Regions from separate parts of the Mus musculus genome. Here all the other regions are linked to region 1. Evidence: chromatin contacts called from public HiCAR-type and Micro-C data. All regions are on one chromosome and are shown on one strand. Each heading gives the region's core, a stretch centred on a gene start, on an enhancer-like site or on the middle of the called end of the contact. The rest is flanking DNA. Distances are from core to core; before and after follow the strand shown.

Region 1 (4,013 bases), core at 789-3,288:
ATTTGTAAAATTAGCCAAAATAAACAAATATAACAATCAGAATTTAGTCTGAGCGTTTTCTTTTCTTCCTTCTATCGTTTCCACTTAATGAAGGTACTTGTGGGACTACTGTTCAAGAGCCCAAAGCACTTCAGCTTTTAAAACCCACAGGGAAAATAAGATTTGAAAATGACCACATTTTATGAATTAAATGTCGTTCTCTACTTGAGGCTGCAGAAGCCACTGCCGTTAAGATCTGGCCATTTCCTTCCTGAACCCAGATGAAAGCGTCCAAGCAACTTCAATTCAGCTTTATGATTCAACACCTAAAAATCAAAACAAGATTCCTATTAAAGCCGTGCCTCCAAACCACCCGCATTAAAAATGCTAGGCCACGGAAGCTGCAGCTGGCACCAGCTTCAGAACGCAGGAGGCAGGTGGGGGCTGGCCTTTCCACCCGCCACCTTTCTCTGGAGGTTCCTTTTAATTAGGGATCCGGTGTGAGATATCACTTAATCCCCTCGAATCCCAGAGGCCCCGAGCCTGCTCCCTCTTCCAAGATGTCCTAATTCGTCAGCCTGAAAGGACAGACAGGGAGCTGTCAGGCTGCGGCAGAGCAGTCTCACGCCTCTCTCGGTTCGCTCAGTTCTACGATTTAAACCAACCGCAAAATTACAATGAGGAAAGTGTATTCTGGAAGAAGGGCGGGGCTCGAGTCGAAAAATCTGTATGAGATGAAATCTAGCATGAGAACGAGCTTGTGCTTGTGAAGGGGTGCCTAAACCCGAGAGGAGGCAGGGCGGACGAGGAACCCTTGATTGTGCGCCTAGACAAGCGGGGGTGAGAGGCTGAACTGACTCCACGCGTGGTCGCGAGCAGGGCAGCGATCACTCACTTGGAGAACCCTGACCAGCACTTGTGCATTCCGGCTCAGGCAAGGAGCGCACGCACGCCACGGCCGCCGCTTTCACACGGCCCCCGAGGAATTGCGGGGGTGGGGGCGTAAGGAGACGAGCGGCAGACACGTTTCTTTCTCTCCCGGGAGCTGGGAAGAAGGCCAGCCCCGTGTGCCACACGTCAGGCTTTTGCACTGCAGCTTGCTGGTGAGCAGGGCCGCGCACGATTCGGATCGTGTCAACAGTTCTTCCCGTGCTGACTTGGCTAGGAGCATGGCTGCAGCAGCAGAGGTACGCTTTGCGAACCCCCTCCCCCAAAGGAAAAGTTCCTAACTGGCCAGCAAAGTTCTGGGCTGTCCGGCATCTTTGGAGAAAACGGAGACAGTACATGCCAGGCTGGCCGGCTTGGAAACGAAGTTCTGGGTGCAGGGCGAGCCCAGCTCTGGGGTCCCTTGGTACTTCGCACGGGCCAGGCGTGACGAAGTGCGCCCTGCTCCGGGCCCGGGACTCTGGCTGGAGCTGGCAGCAGCGTCAGGCACAGCCTCGGTTCCCCTCAGCCCCGGGGAAGGCTAGCAACAAGTCTTGCCTCAGCCATTTCATCACCCTGCTAGCACGTGCCGATCCCCGGCTCTCGCAGCCCGAGCCAGACCTCGCTTCGCCTCGCTCTTCCCTCTGCACGTCCCGAGCCACGGAGAGTTTGTGCCGCCCGGGGTGAGCTCGGGTCGCCGGCTTGGGGCTAAAGGCACCCGGCGCGCCGCGAGCATGCACCCTGTTCTCCCCCGGCAGCTCTGGGCTGCAGGGCGCACGCGTTTACCTGTGTTCTGCAGGGACAGACGGCCTTTCTGCTGCGAGCTCCTGTCTTGGGGACCTTCCGGAGGGTTCGTGGAGTCCGTCCCCTGCGCCGGGTCCAAGGTGGCAAACACCAAAGCCAGGGTCACAAACTGGCCCAGCCGCTCCGCACACATGGTTCTGGGTATCACCCTCCCGCCTGGAGACCTGGATTCTTTGTGCGCCCCTCCTCCTCCTCTTCCTCCTCCGCCGCTTCCCCCTCCTCCCACTCTTCCTCCTCGCTGGCCCCTTCCCTCCTCCTCGCCGCGGCTCGGATAGAGGTTACCCAGCGCCCTCCCGTAGCTCTCTGGAGAGCATGTGACCAGGCCGTTAGCCGCGCCGCGAGTGCCCGGCGATAGCAGGGATGGTGCCTCAAATATCCCTGGAAGCTCTGGTGTCACTTGAATGAAGGAGTCGAGCAGGTGTTGTCCCGGAGGCTGGACCAATCGGAGACCCCGGCCCGTTTGACAACACAGCGGGAGGCGGGGCCTGCGCCAACTTCTACGGGAGGAAGCGGAGCGCCTCCGCGATCGCCCCACAAAGTTGCAGACCTGGCGGCGGCCACGCGTTTGCGTGGTGTGTGTGTGTGTGTGTGTGTGTGTGTGTGTGTGTGTGTGTGTGTGTGTGTGTGTGTGTGTGTGTGTGTGTGTGTGTGTGTGTGTGTGCGAGACGCGTGCGCGTGTGCTCCGGGGCAATGGCACGCGTTTGCGTGGTGTGTGTGTGTGTGTGTGTGTGTGTGTGTGTGTGTGTGTGTGTGTGTGTGCGAGACGCGTGCGCGTGTGCTCCGGGGCAATGGCCGAATGGACTGAGGGGGAAAAATTAAAGCGGATGCCAACTCTACTTGCAACTAAAAACTAAAAAAAGGGGGGTGGGGGGCAGGAGAAGTCGGTCTTCACAGGGACAGAGTCCCCAGGGTTCATATCCAGCTGGGAAAGTTTCCTCTTTGGAACACAGTCACATTCTCAGCCAGGAGACCTGAACAGATTAGGACAGATACCTGGTCACAGAGATGGTGCGAGCAAATTGAACTCTGGTGGGAATTCCTAAGCGTCCTGACGCTTGTTTTGTTTTTTGGGTTTTTTGGTTTTTGTTTTATTTAAAGGCGCTTGAGGACAGGCGTGGAAGCTGCTGGCCTGATTGACTTACCCACTTTCTGCCTGAATTTGATGGGTCCAATAACACCTGGGGCGTCTCGTCTCGCTCCTCCTCCAGTCCAGACGGATTCCTGTCTGGGCTTCAGGGATCCAAGTGACAATTCATTTCACCAGGTGAAAATTCATTTGCATCATTTCCTGGCTGGTGGCCTGGAGGCCCAGGCAGCCTTGGGTCAGGCGGCCACAGACCATCGCGTGCCCAAGAGGCCAGAGCTTGACAGGCAACTTTAGGCGTCTCCAAATACAGTCTTCAATTTTCTCCAAATGCCACTCGGCCCACTTACGGGTTTTGTTTGTTTGTTTGTTTGTTCTACTCTGCAGTCCTCTGATGTAAAATTAAAGCACCCCACCCCCCAAATCTTGGGACCTTCTATTTTTTTCTCCTCTTCTTGGAGCCCCCTCCTTAAGCACCCTGAGAATCAGATCGCCTTCAGCTGCAATCTCCGCTGCTGGAGGAAGCGGGGAGAAAGTTGGGCGCTGCCGGGAGCGTCTTTCCTCCCTGCTGTGTGTGTACGTGTGCACGCTCACGTCTCCCTCGCGCTGGGCCCGGGACAGGAACTGCTGCTCTTGGCCTCATAAACCCGAAGGAGTAATTCGGGGGGCCAGCTTGATTGGGGGAGGGTGGAGAGGCGAGCGTTGCCACCTAGCGCCACATGGCACTCGTCCGGTATTGGCACTCCTTGCCCCTCCCCCGCAGTCCCCACCCTAGTCTTGGAGAACAGGTGAGCCTGGGTACCAACTCTCAACCCCCGTCCTTGCCCGACTTCCCGCTCGCCCGCGCATTCTGCAGTAATGCGCCTGGGAGGTTTCATCACCCACCGCCCGCGGCGACTGCAACCCTGGGCCTCCGAAGCGAGGCCCGCTCTCAGCCTCTTCTGCGCCTACGTGTGACACACCTGGGGGAGGGGTATAGAAATGAGCGCGCAGGTTGTCTTTCCGCAGCTGTTCAGCTTCTCTGGGTGCCAGCTGCCCTCCAGCGAGGGAAATGAGAAGCTGGGGGTCAGGGTGACTGCTGCTTCAGAAAGGAGGAAGGAGCCCTGGGAATGGGCTTTCCAATGGGCAGGACTTCTTGGAGCTTCTGTCTTAGTACCATACAGTTCTCGGCCCCAGGAAATGGTCAGTTTGAATCTCTTAGTCTTCGATGGTAGGAAGAAAC
Region 2 (3,628 bases), core at 1,029-3,528, 1.1 Mb before region 1:
CCCAGGACCACTAGACACAGTGGGCTGGACCCTTTCACATCAATCACTAACCCCCCAAAAAATACTTCATGGGCTGGCCTACATTAATTGAAGTTCTCACTACTCAAATTATACTATCTTGGGTCAAGTTAACAAGAAACTAACCAGGATAATACAATACTAGCCAGTACTACGTACTGCAAACAAATTATCAATGAATATGTCATTAAAACTAAAAAAAAAAAAAAAAAAGCAAGACTCTACAGCATGGTACCCAATGCCCTTTATTAAATATCTAAAGTGCTAGAACCCCGATTTTTATTTAAATCATAAATAAATCAGCATTTGTAGTAAGTGGGTAAGTGTGGGAGCAGAACCACAAGTGAAATGTATGGGAAGGTACTACCAATGAGCCCAGGAAAACCATGCATCCCACCATTTGCATGGAGGCAGCTTAGTCCAAGAGACTGAACTTACACTGAACCCCAAATGAATATCAGAATGATGTTCTGAGTGGGGAATGTGATGCCTTACTGCTTAAAAAAGTCTTAGTGCTCACCAATGTTTAAAAGAGAAAAAATTAGAATCCTCACTTGCCTACTTATACTCTTAAAGACCACCTCAACATAAAGCAAACCACTAAAATATAGAGAAAGGCAATCACCTCTACTTCCTGGTAGTTCATTTACACAAACAATTTTGCTCAAGTCAAACGATAACTTTCAAGACCATGTGTTAACCTACAGCTATTTTAAGGCAGGCCTAAGTTGCATTAGTGCCTGCCACACAGCTTGTGCCCAATCTTTTTGTCAGTGCTCCAACACATTCCAATGTCTTCTCTCCGGCCCTGCTGGAGTCACATCCCATTCATCGCTAAAGACACACTGGGTAACGCACTGCTACATTTCACCACACACTGCCATTTATCCCTATCAACTCACTCTGAACAAAGCCTTGCTAGGAAAAAAAACTCAGGCCACCCTCTGTGTGGATGCAGCTTAGTCCAAATATACAACTCATACTGCCCGCCCAACAAATACTAGAATGTTGCTTGATGTTAGAAGAAATACTCTGCATTTGCTCACAGAAACTGAAGACTCTCCAACTATAAGGAAGGAGCAAACACGGAAAAGAAAGACCATATCAAAAGAAAGACATTGGACCTCTGCTGCTTAGCCCTAGGCAGGTGGACCCTGCCTGTCCTTGTAACAAACACTATTAACTGGGTGTAGTCTAGAAGATAATTCTAGTTTTTAACGTGCTCCATTACTACTACCAAGAAAGAAAAGTTGAACATAATAATACATCTTGTAAAAGTTGAGCATTGATCCCTAATTGTTAATATTTGGGGAAAAAATAAAGTCCTCTTCAAAAACAAAGCCAAATGGCTAACTACATGTTGCAACATTCCATTCTGTGGAAAAAAAAAATATATCTTCTGAGCACATTTGAGACTTTTGCTCAGCTGCCAAACATTCCAGCATGAGGCCAACTATTCATGTGTTACATTAAATGTCTAGTGGAAGTAGAAAATATTGAGGAACAATTCTGAAGCATGATCCATTCAAGTCACAATTTCATGTAATCACATTTGCTTCTGCAAGAGGCAGCCCAGCAATAATATATGCTACCATTAATATGAGCACACACACAAACACTAGTAATTCATCAGAAAAATACATACAAAATAATGACTAATATACATAAAGAACTTTCTTCAAGATAAGATGTAAATCGGCCCGATCTCTTGTTATGCTTCTCCCTTTCAAGGTCCAAGCAAGTTTTTTAGAACTCCTCTGAATGCTAATGTTCAAACTGTCAGGAACAAAATATAAGTGAGAAATTAGCTGATTGTCCAGGAAAGTCAAGAATTCCTTTAGCAATGGATTTTGATCTTAAAACAAGCAAACAAACTGACCACAAAACCTTTAAAAACTTCTCTTCAGAAACAAACCAGAATGGTTAACCTCATACTGGTAGATTTCATGTTCTGGGATCTTTCCTTCCCAAATGACACATAAATGTCTTTGCTCTGGATTAAGGTCTTTTTTTCAGCTCCACCCCAAAGATAAACTGGGAATCTGTGGACAGCTGACAGCATAGAGCTGTCAAGTGCTGTGAGACGGACCAGACCCCTTTCTGAGATGCCACCTGACTGATACCTCTCTCTGGACACCACATGCTTCTCAAAATAGTGGCAGGTGCTCTCATGCACTCAGAACTCCAGCCAAGGCCACATTCCAGCTCCCTGCTCTCATCCAGCCTGGGCCACTGGGACCCTTTGGCAATGCTTGGGCTGGCTGCCACCTCAATGTCAAGACTTAACATTTGTAGCTGCCTAAAGGTCAGGCTGAGGTCTCTACCCAGTCCAGAAGGACAGATACAAAAGCCATCAAGGGTTTCTCTTAATGGGTTTCTGCCATTTGCTAAGAAGGTTCCAGTCAGGTTGGAAGCTTCTGAATCCTGCATCTGTGTGAAAGAAATCTACCCAGTGCTGTCCAATGCCACCACCAGCCCAGTCCCCATAAAACTGGGAGAGGAATTGTCACCGCCATTTAAAACACTTCCTGTTTAAGTCAAGAAGAATAACAACATTTGCCATTTTTCTGGAGGCCCACCACCCCAAACATGACTAACAACAAACCCAAAGTGCCAACAGAAATGGCTAGAAACGACACTCTTTGGTTTTCTGCTAAAAGGGTTTCTGCTTTCTTTCCCTGGAAATTAATTCCAGTTTGTCAGAAAGGGGCCAGCCACAAGACCAAGGCAACAAAGTCCCCTGCCTTCTTCTATCTGATGTCCTAGGGATCACCAAGCTGGCCTAGCTATCAAGTATATCTATTGTTCTTTTCTTACTAAAATGAGATCTACAATTATCTTCCCAAGTCAAGTAATTCAAAGACCCTAAGAAAACCAAGATCTAATCGACACTTTCAACAGTTACAACTAAGTTCAATGCAGTAAAATGTATTACAATAAAATCCAGACTGTATAGCCACATCCATTCTGTTAGCAACACATTATGGGATAGTCGCTTCAATGACTCTCAAATCTGAGGACAGAAAGTAAAATCAGATGTTGTCCAACCCATCTGGAGATGCCTCTCAAGGGAACCAATCAACTCTGGTGGGAATTCCTTTCAAAACAAAACAGAAAGCACACATTACTTAATGGGAACTTCATGTCTGGTAATTTTCCACTGGAGAGAAATATCTATCATGAATACAGTTTGGATTCTGTTTCGTTACCACCTTTCTTTAACTTTAAAAGAATAGAGCACCAGACAGTGTTCATGTATGGGATGTAACCAGCACGGCTGTGCTGCCAGGCTTTTGTAGAGATGGACGACAGCATCATGTGATTACACAGACTGTCAAGCCCCTGTGACCTAGTTTAAGATCTGATGACTGGTCCTTACGGTGATTGGTGAGATGCTGGGGGGGGGGGGAGGGTATTAAACACCAAAATGTTAATGCTCAGTGCCTGCTTCTGGGTTGTGAGATACCTGATCATCTGCATCCTCTTGTGTTCATCTTCATTTTCCAAACTACGTAGAACATTCATCTACTATTTTGATAATAAAATTATTTTTAAAATACCTTTGAGCCAGGCATAGTGATTCAGGCCTCAAATCCCAGCCCTTGGAAGA
Region 3 (3,914 bases), core at 3-2,502, 1.3 Mb before region 1:
GCAAGACCCCGCTGGGCTCCCCGACTCCTTCTCCCGGGGTCAAGCGGGCCTCGAGGGTACCAGTACCCGCACACACGCCTCACTGCACCTGCGGGCTTTGGGCGGCGGGAGAGGTTCTCCCCGGGGTCACCCGGCCTTTAAAATCAGAGATCTGCATATCCAGACACGGATTACCAGTTCTCCAAGTTTGAGGAGCGCGGGGGGCTTCGCAGCAGGCGGTGGGATTTATTCTGTGACAGGTCTGATCTGACAGGCAGACGGTTACTCCGGTTTACTGCTTTGCCATCACCGTCCTTGGATCCGAAACTGACAGTCTATATCTAGGATGCGAGAACGAGGAAGAGAAAGAATTTTTGCATGTCACCCAGCACAAGAAAATAATTACCAAACTAAAACCAAGTTGTGGGATTTTTGTTTGTTTATTTTTGGTTTTTTTTTTTTTTGATTGTCCACATTTCTCCTTCCATATCCACCTTAATTATAGGAAATACTCCCTAAACACTTCTGGCCGGTAGTTGCTGCTCCAATTTGCAGTAACACTTGCTGTTTCCTCTATAAAGCCAGGGTGAATATGCAATGGTCATTCTTTTAGATGTTCCAATTAGCTGTCATATATGTGTTTAAAATCCAAACCCTCTATGCGCCTTCTCTTCACAGAGAAAATCATAAAAACAAATAAATACTTAACAGCTCTCCCCTAATTAAAGACTCCAATTGCAAGTGTCATAATTTTTTTTTCTCTGAATCGGAGGAAATCCGGCTACCTACAAATGCTCCCGATCGAAAAATAATAATAAAAATAATAAAATAACAGCAACAATAATAAAGTGTCAAAAAAAATCATGCTCCTCTCCCCACGGAGATTTGAGCTAGCTATGAGACCCAAGGGCTCTAGGATCTTGCCTTTAGGTTGGCAGGAGGGGGGGCGGGGTCTCCCGTGGAGCCCGGGTGTCAGCGACACCCCATGCTCAACCTGGCGCCCACTTTTGCAGATCTGAGGGTTGGTAGCCCCAGGTACACCTGGCTCAGGCTCTACGGTCCTAGCGAGTTCCTGCACTCCCACCCGGACCAGCCTCGCACGTAGCATCCCTGCTTTCTCCGCCTCTAACCTCTGCTGCCGGCCTTGCGTCCAGGATCTCGCACCAGCCAGCGAAATCCTCTGCCTGCCCTCCCTCCCTCCCCGCGCTCCCGGGTTAGGTTTCGTCACCGGGGATCTGGGGACCAGCTCTTCCTCCTTCCCTGGCTCCAGGGGCGGGGCCAGCGCAGGGAAGAGTTACGCGGCGAAATTGCGCCGGTTCGGAAACGCAGACGCCTCCTAGGGCCGAAACCTCACCTCCCTTTGCCCGCCTGTTCCCTATGCATCTTGGAAATCGTAGTCCTCTGTAAACCAGCTGCTGAGGCGAGCGCCTCTAGTGTACTACAAGTCCCAGGATTCCATGCATCCGCAGGGCCTTAGTACCGGTGCCAGGGAAGTCTGCGTTTCTCCTATCGGACCCAGCAACTCACCCAGAATGGCGTTGGTGTTCCATGGTGACCCAGGCCAGCGGCATGCGCGTCTGTGCTGAAAGCAGAAAAGATGACGTGGAAAAAAATTCAGGGGCTTTCCTCAGGACTTTCACTTGCGCCAGTCCCAGAGGATTGCTGTAGCCCATCTCTTTCCTTGTTGCAGCACTTGACTAACGCTGTTTCCTACTTCAGTTTCCCCTATTATTCCAAAGGATTCTGATTTATCCAAGTGCAGTGTTACAAAGTTTAAGAAAAATACAGTGGCGTGTGGTCACTCTGTCATGTGTAGGGAAATAAGCGCCTTCCTGTGACCTGCCTTGTGCCCATGCAATAAATTTGGCCGTAAAAAACAGAAGCCAGTGGCTATTCTAAAACTACCTGGAATAAACTAATTTATTCGTTCTGATTTTCAGATTATGGCCGCAGCCAACTTTTGAGAACAGATTTTATAATCCACTTGACTAAGAAGCTACGAAAGGTTGATACTTTTGACTCTTCTGTGTTCAAGATGTTTCTTTATCTACGTGGAGTTTTAATAGGATGCTGTCCTGGTAGGAAAGGCAATGCTATAGATAAGCACCTAAGTGTAGTGAGCTGTTGCCTACAATGTTGAAGAGAAATTGAATACACTTCATATTTTCTGAGAAAACAGAGTCAACAAATTCGAGGAGGTCTCTCTCTCGCTCTCTCTTTAAGACAGTAAGGACACTACTAAACATTAAAACATGGCTTAGAGGGGCTTGAAATGTCTTGGTCTGCTTTCTATTCCTTTAATCATTTATGCAGAATTTTGTTTGTTTGTTTGTTTGGTTGGTTGGTTGTTTGGTTGATGATTCTAGAGGCAAGGAAAACCAAGAACATTGCGCTCATCATCTGATGATGGGCTTAACTACATCCTATGCTGGTAGAGGGCATCACATAGCATGATAGAACGAGAATGCTAACTCCTGTGTCTTTTTAAAGCCATTAGTGTCATGGTCGACCCAACCTCATTGACTTATTGATTTATCTAATGCTGACTAACTCACAGAAGCCTTATCTCCAAATACCATTAACATGTAAATCAGAAAATTGAATTTTAAATATATGGACTTTGTGGAATATGGTCAAACCATAGCAGAAACAAAGTTGAGAGCAAAAATCGAGATGGTGAATTTCGTAGAGAAATAAATTATATATAAGAAGACAAAAACATCTTCCAGAAATAATAAGGAAAAGCTTCATGGAAGAAATATGAAATATAGGCACAATTGAGATAAATTGAAAAAGATAAAAGAGCACTCTGCCTTTTTTTATTAAATAAAAGGGTGTACAAAAATACAGACAGATTTATTTAAAGAGTAAATTTTAAATGGAACTGAACAGAGATGTTTGTACTACTTAAAATAATGAAGAATCTTTAATTCACTTGAAGAGAAAAATAACAATAAACGTAATAGTAATTGGCTGGGTATATTGATGCATACTTTTAATCCCAACACTCTGTAGACAGAAGCAGACAGATCTCCATGAGTTCAAAGCCAGCTTGCTTTACATAGAGAATTCCAGGACAGCCAGGGGCTACATAGAGAGATCCTGACACCACCCCCCCCTCAAAAAAAGTAGTGATCAAAACATGTGGTATCTAATAGTCTGAGGCAGAGCCTGGAGTACTTCTTAAGAGACAGTGGCAATGGCCCAGAAAAAAATAGACATACTCTGTTGAAAAACTAGCAGTGGTAAAAGCCAGGCTGGCTTGGAACCCACACTCTTCTGCCTTCCAAGAACTGAAACTAAAGGAATGTACCACCAGGCCCCGCTGGTCACAGTCATTTGTCACTACAATAGAGACCCTAAGACAAAAATTGGTATCAGAATATGCTCTGACAGACCTGAGTATGTATTTATGGTAGGATCATGAAGGGACTTCGAAACTTTGAGCTAGAAACACCACTGAATGAATGTTCACAGCTTAATGAGCAGATATGTGAACTTAGACGATAATGCTGAGAGCAGTGCAGATGATAGAGGTTTGGCTTATGAAGTTCCTCCTTCCAAGACTCTGTCCATTCCATCAGTGTAATATTTTGAATTAAAAACCATTAAAGAAACTTTGCTTTTCTAGGGCAATCAGTGCTTGTCATCAGGAGCTGAAAACACAGGGAAATGTTTCCTCAGGTTCAGCATACAGAAGTTGTGGTCCAGAGGGGCCTAGGCTATACTTGTGCTGGCAGTCAAACAGTAATTTGTAAAATTCTCCCAAGTAACAGTAGTTTTGAAGGCCTGAAGTGGTCATGGAGAGCAATTGAGGTTTGGTGCTAGAAGAGGCTATGATGAATGAAGAGGCTATTGGTGAATGTTAAAGTAGAAGCAGCCTCAGTTAAAGTAGAAAGCCTAGGACTTAAAGGGTCATATATGTGGCAGGGTCA

What was found. Hi-C and Micro-C count contacts between places; a contact is called where the count stands out from the background. HiCAR-type assays count read pairs that join an accessible place to other places.
Region 2: a contact with region 1 is called in a HiCAR-type map of astrocytes, with 5 times the contacts expected there. The contact joins the enhancer-like site here to the promoter of Stc2 in region 1. A contact is called at or near these places in 7 of 39 promoter capture datasets (the HPC-7 cell line, the SN4741 cell line, embryonic stem cells and 3 more), 4 of 484 Hi-C or Micro-C datasets (the N1E-115 cell line and embryonic stem cells) and 3 of 115 datasets of contacts at active chromatin or transcription factors (astrocytes and embryonic stem cells).
Region 3: a contact with region 1 is called in a Micro-C map of embryonic stem cells, with 5 times the contacts expected there. The contact joins the promoter of Eml6 here to the promoter of Stc2 in region 1. A contact is called at or near these places in 1 of 484 Hi-C or Micro-C datasets (embryonic stem cells) and 1 of 115 datasets of contacts at active chromatin or transcription factors (astrocytes).

The regions. Positions count from the first base shown.
Region 1 is chr11:31,368,023-31,372,035 of GRCm38.p6, forward strand. Stc2 (stanniocalcin 2) reads right to left here and starts at 2,039. Exons shown (of 4, transcript NM_011491.3): 1 at 1,690-2,039. The coding sequence starts at 1,840.
Region 2 is chr11:30,255,838-30,259,465 of GRCm38.p6, forward strand. It overlaps a transcript of Sptbn1 not described here. Among named protein-coding and RNA genes, the nearest start is that of Gm8098, 9.8 kb to the right of the region's middle. Within about 2 kb of position 2,279, at least 30 of the 459 cell types and tissues checked have an H3K27ac peak or open chromatin away from gene starts, as enhancers often do. A contact at or near this core is called in astrocytes, where this site is marked.
Region 3 is chr11:30,024,781-30,028,694 of GRCm38.p6, forward strand. It overlaps Eml6 (echinoderm microtubule associated protein like 6), which reads right to left and starts at 1,253. Exons shown (of 42, transcript NM_146016.2): 1 at 1,110-1,253; 2 at 1-320.